Linked DNA regions of Drosophila melanogaster: region 1 is linked to region 2. The links are chromatin contacts, called in public Hi-C maps. All regions are on one chromosome and are shown on one strand. Each heading gives the region's core, a stretch centred on a gene start, on an enhancer-like site or on the middle of the called end of the contact. The rest is flanking DNA. Distances are from core to core; before and after follow the strand shown. Region 1 holds the start of E(var)3-9 (Enhancer of variegation 3-9). Region 2 holds the start of CG42724.

Region 1 (2,700 bases), core at 90-2,589, 2.6 Mb before region 2:
GCGACGACCACCATTGTGGACTGGTGGTTAAAGTTGATGCAGAATATGTTGGCGTGGTTGCTTCCGCGCCTCAGCTCTGATACCTTCTTGCCACTTTCCGTATCGAAGATACGGATGAGGGTGCCCTTTTCCCCGGCGGTGGCTAGTCGCGTGCCTTGCAGATTAAGGGCAATACAGCTGATACCAGCCTCGTGGGCGATCACCTCAAGCGGCGCCCGCTCTGTGTTGGCCAGATCAACAATTTGAACGTGGCCAGTTCGACGGCCGGGGAATGCGAGGAGGCTCTTATTGCTGTGCGGGCACAGCACACACAGCCCGTTGGGATTTGAGCTGGTCTCAAAGACGTGCAGCTGCTGTGGTTGCTGAGTGAAGGTGAACACCTTAATCACGCCCTCCAACACGACCACGATGCGATCCCGACGCAGTCGTACCGCCCGCACGGGCTGATTGAAGTCCAGCGATATGGCCGGGGACTTCTTCAGGTCATCCCACACGATCACCTTGTTGGGCGGGTACAGCGGCCGGATGCCGCCTCCAACCAGGGCTAAGTAATTGCAACGAAACAGCATCTCCACATGGCTGAGACCACCTGAATCGGAATTGTAGACAATGGAATTTGTTTTAGGCCGTGGGAGTCTCCCGCACTCTTTTTTTGACAATCATACCCTCTGGAAAGTATTGGCGCTCCTTCTCCTTCAGCGGATCACAGTTGTAGACCCGGAATCCGGTGTCCGTCGCGCACGCGAAGCATCCTGCAACGCAAAAGGCCAGTTATATTATACCGATAAGGTGTATCGTGTATATGTAAATAACACACATCCGCACATATGTACGTACCTTGGTCTTGATTGAAGGCTGCGTAGAGCAGCCCGTTTCCATATGGGTTTTGCTCTGTGAGGTTCATTGCACTCTCCGGGGATGCTGGAAGCCCGGGCTCTGGTGATTTTCAATACAGTTGCTGGGCAGGCAGGAAAACAATTGCTCGGACGGCGGATGATTGTGTTTTTTCGTATAAAAACAATGACACAGTGTTGAGTATCGTCGAAAAGTGGCCGGGCGGTGAATCGATAACTTTCAATGAGGAAAGACGATCCGCTAAATCGGGATATTTTTGGGTTTAAGAACTTCTTGCTATGAGTTTTTGAGTAGTTACGTAACACAAAGAAACATTATAAATAATCTGCAATGCTGTTTTGGATAAGGTTTTTTTTAAAGCTAAAGATCTAGCTATTATCGGTAGTATCTAGATAATTAGATACTGCCAGCATCACTACCACCCACAATCCTTCACTATCGACCGACGGGTATAATTTTGCAACACTGTCCAAGATGCTCCACCTCCAATTTCACAGAATAACAAAAAGGAAAATGGTCGCTTTGTGGAACGGATTCCTGTAAAAATTGAATATATGCTAGCGCACCATGGAGTTCAGTGCGGATCTGAATGGCTTCAATGAGGACTCCATCGAACCCTGCCGGACTTGCGGAATTTACTTTACCATGGGAATGGACATGGACCAGGCGATTGTGAAGCCCATTTTCGGTTCGGATGACGCCGCCGTCGCAGATATGGCGGAGATTCTCGAGCAAATGAATGATTGGAACATAAAGGTTGGTAGTAGTGGAATCGTACTATGTGTACCTAACTTATGTCCCAAAGGTTGCGAGGGAAGACGGACGACCGCAGTACATGTGCATCGCTTGCATTGCCGAGTTTCACCGGCTGATTAAATTCAAGCGCAGCTGTGTGGAGACACAGGAGCAGTTCGGCGAGCTCGAGTACCAGCGCGAACATAATGGCATCGTTATTAAACGGGAAATTGAGCCGGAGGAAGAGAAATTCTGCGGATTTATATATCTGGATACCGACGAGGAGGATAACAGCGACGAGGACGGTAGTAGACGCGTGTGTGCCGTCTTCGACATACCGCATGTGCCCATTAAGGAGGAACACATGGCCCGAGTGCCATTACAGAACAGTGACAAGTTTCAGCCACCCGAACCCAAAAATTTTGCGTCGCCAGTCGACTCCAGATTCGACATGATAGACAACGATGCGTTAACGTCCGGCATGTTAGGACCGTCTATTGAGGATCTCTCCGGGACGGTCGACGATGGCACCGAAGATGAGGAGGAGGAGGAGGAGGAGATAGTCAGATTTACATACGATGATGACAACGATGCGGCAGCCCCGCTTCCGCCCCCGCTTTACTCGCCGGTTGTGTGTTGTAAGCTATGCTTTTACGAATCCCCCGACCAGGATGCGCATATGGAGCACATGCGCCGCACCCATCTCCTCAAGGACTGGGAATGCCATATTTGCGGCAAAAAGTTCACAAATGCCCAAGAATCGCGCATCAAGTTTCACATCAAGTATCACAAGCTACAGCGGCACGTTAAGTGTCCCGTTTGCGGGTTCATCTGCAGCTCCAAGGAGACTCTCAAGGAGCACAAGCAGGCAGTGCACGTACGCACAAAGTGCACATACTGTGGAAAAAGTGAGTTCAATATTCTCACTTATAAAACTAATTTATCGGATTAATCACATTTACCTTTGCAGCTGTGAAAAACGCCACTCTACACGCACATTTGAAAAAGCACTTAGAAGGTCAGTAAGAAGAATTACAACGGTTTTATTTGTTTATAACTTTACACTTAATGCCCAGAGGGTGAAGCCGAACTTGCCCAGCAACTGAAAAA
Region 2 (2,700 bases), core at 52-2,551:
ACTGAAATGGCAACTTCGAGTCCGAACTTTCTGTAGTCGAAGCCCAGCAGCAGGCTGGAAAGAAAGTTGGCCTGATTTAGTGCTTCTGTGGCGGTGGGCGAGCTCTCGCACAGATTTCGGAGCAGATGGATTGCTTGCTGGAAGGTGTCCGCATGCAGCTCGTTTTCGAATCCACCTTTTGTCAGATCATAGCTACGGACCAGAGTCAGCAGGGCGGTCAGTATGTCGTTCTCAACGAGGAAGTCGCACACCTCCGTGCCAAACACCGACAAATTCCGAAAGGCACCGGCCGCCGCATTCCGGATGGCGCTCTCCTTATCGCACAGCAGGGGGGCCGCAATCCGGACCAACTCGCTGTCGCGTATTTCGGGAACCTTCTCCTTTCGCAGCGCCAGCACGGCGAATGAGTGCAGTCCGTTCAGCTTCTCCTCCACGTTCGCCTGCTGCAGGTGAACGCAAATCGCCTCGATGGGTCCGCAGCCCTCCGCTTCGCCCGCTGATTCCACATCGATTTCCGCCGAGGTGTCCACGCCGGATGGCGTCCGTGTTTTTACTTTTCGAACTTTTCCCATTGCAACAAAACACAACTGCACGTGTTTACTAATGGGGCTGGAACAAAAGGCGGCGGCTTTTTGTGCTATCGATGTTTCCAGATAGTTGGCAGCATCGAACATTTGCCTACCCTTATCGATTTCATTTTATGCATTTCGCATTCAGTGATCACTGGTCACGTTAAGGAGCACAGGTATTCCATAAAAAACTTTTACAATAGCTACATGGATGTATTGTCTTTTATTTCCACCTCATAATTTAAAAAATATGTGGCACAAAACAGTATATGAGTCTTTTGCTGCACGTTGTCTTAAGAAATTTCCAATTTATTTATATAAATATTTATTTCTTACAAATTTATTTCTTTATATTCCTATACATATATGTATCTCTTCTTTTGTTGGAAAAATAAACGTGTATGATAATAACAAATTTTTTTTTCTGCTGACCGTTTAATTATTTGGTAGTTGAATCGTTGAGTTAAGCGATTCCTCTAGATGGTAACAAAATAGCGTGAGAGTGCTCCCAGGTCTAAAAAGAGTGGCATAATAGGCGAGTGACGATTAGATGCGCAAGGGAGAGAGAAGTTATTAGCAACGAGTGTTCTCGTTAACAGATTAGAGATAGTACCGAAACACTTCGATTTGAACTCTTGCCCCGATCGGGTCATGCTGAGCTAATTATAAAGCAGACTTTGAAAATACGATCAGATATATTCATATTTATTGCTAAGCAAAATGTAACTCTTTGTAAACGTGATAAAATAACGTCCCTTAGTAGCGGACTGGCAACGACATTCATGTGCTGCCACATAGCCTTTCTTATTCGATAATTCGATAAGTCGAGTAAACTGGATTGTATTCACATCTCTAGCGGCAGAAAAGTGTAGAAAATTTTCAGGGGTTTTTAAAACGAAAAGTAAGAGGTTGCGTACAGTTAGATTTGTGTGCCATGGATGCGAGCTTAGAGGAGAGCATGGATAGCGATGGCGCCAGTTCGCCGATTACCAAGACGGAGGCAACGGAATCTCCGCCAGAAGCGGGTCTCAATGGAAACGGCAGTGGTAGTGGTAGTACCAGCCAGGAGACCCCAAATTATGGCGTTGCTATACTCAAGGAAAAACCCAGCGAGGCCCATAGGTGCGTTGTCATGGAAAATCCGGTGTTTTAATGCTATAAAGTTGTTTTACCTTGACCCAATTACAGGAGCAAGCCCTTCAATGCGTTTAGTGGTCGTCCCATCGGGGAGCACACCGCCCAGCAGCAGGCGCTGCAGCAACAACAACTGCAGCAACAACAACAGCCACAGCAGCCGCAGCAACAAGCTCCTTCCGGAGCAAATGGAGTCACAGGACCCCCGGAAATCTGGGTGGAAACCAAGGCGGAGGACGGTCGCTCATATTATTACCATGCGGTAACTAGGGAAACCACTTGGTCTCGACCCGATGGCCCCGCTGTCAAGATAATGACCCAGGCAGAGGTGGAGGAGATGGCCAAGCGACCTGCCCAGGCCGCGAAAACGGAAGCCAAGGCAGGCGAGACGTCGGTCGAGATTCCGCCAGTGTCGTCACATCTTACCTCACAACCTCCGCCGCACCTGATGAGCCAGCCACCACCCAATGCGGCAGCACCGCTGCTTTCCCAGCCACCACCCAATGTACGGCAACAGCCACCACCAATGTTCCAGCCACCTGGAATGCAGGCGCCTCCTGGGTTCGGACAGCCGCCGTTTTGTATGCCACCTCCAACTTACGGATTTCCTGGAGGACCGGCACCAGCTGGGGCACCTTGGGGCGTGGGCATTCCGCCTTGGCAGCAACAGCAGCACATGCAAGACAAGCCAGCCAAGTCGCTAATCATTAAGCCGGGTGTTATCGATCCGGCGGTTATAGCGCGAGCAGCAGAGTGGTCAGAGCATCGTGCTCCCGATGGAAGACCGTACTATTTCCACGCCGGTCGAGGAGAGAGTGTCTGGGAGAAACCGCAGGCGCTGAGGGACATGGAGGCCGCTCGCATGGCTGCCCACTCGGGCGTTGCGCCCGCTGTGGCAACAGCTCCGTCGGGACTACCACCACACTTGCTACCCAACCCTATGATGCATATGCCACCAGGATCAGGGCCGCCGGGATTTGATCCGCATGCTGCTTTT

The links. A called contact is a pair of places that touch in the nucleus more often than the background predicts.
Region 1: a contact with region 2 is called in a Hi-C map of the Kc167 cell line, with 1.9 times the contacts expected there. The contact joins the promoter of E(var)3-9 here to the promoter of CG42724 in region 2. A contact is called at or near these places in 5 of 107 Hi-C or Micro-C datasets (the Kc167 cell line, embryo, eye imaginal disc and 1 more).

What each region holds. Positions count from the first base shown.
Region 1 is chr3R:8,991,588-8,994,287 of dm6, reverse strand. E(var)3-9 (Enhancer of variegation 3-9) reads left to right here and starts at 1,339. Exons shown (of 4, transcript NM_141595.3): 1 at 1,339-1,611; 2 at 1,661-2,498; 3 at 2,561-2,608; 4 at 2,667-2,700. The coding sequence starts at 1,423. CG11975 reads right to left here and starts at 1,035. Exons shown (of 4, transcript NM_001275465.1): 1 at 838-1,035; 2 at 666-752; 3 at 1-589. The coding sequence starts at 904.
Region 2 is chr3R:6,366,889-6,369,588 of dm6, reverse strand. It overlaps CG42724, which reads left to right and starts at 1,301. Exons shown (of 8, transcript NM_001202255.1): 1 at 1,301-1,691; 2 at 1,758-2,700. The coding sequence starts at 1,504. CG10286 reads right to left here and starts at 624. Exons shown (of 1, transcript NM_141392.3): 1 at 1-624. The coding sequence starts at 572.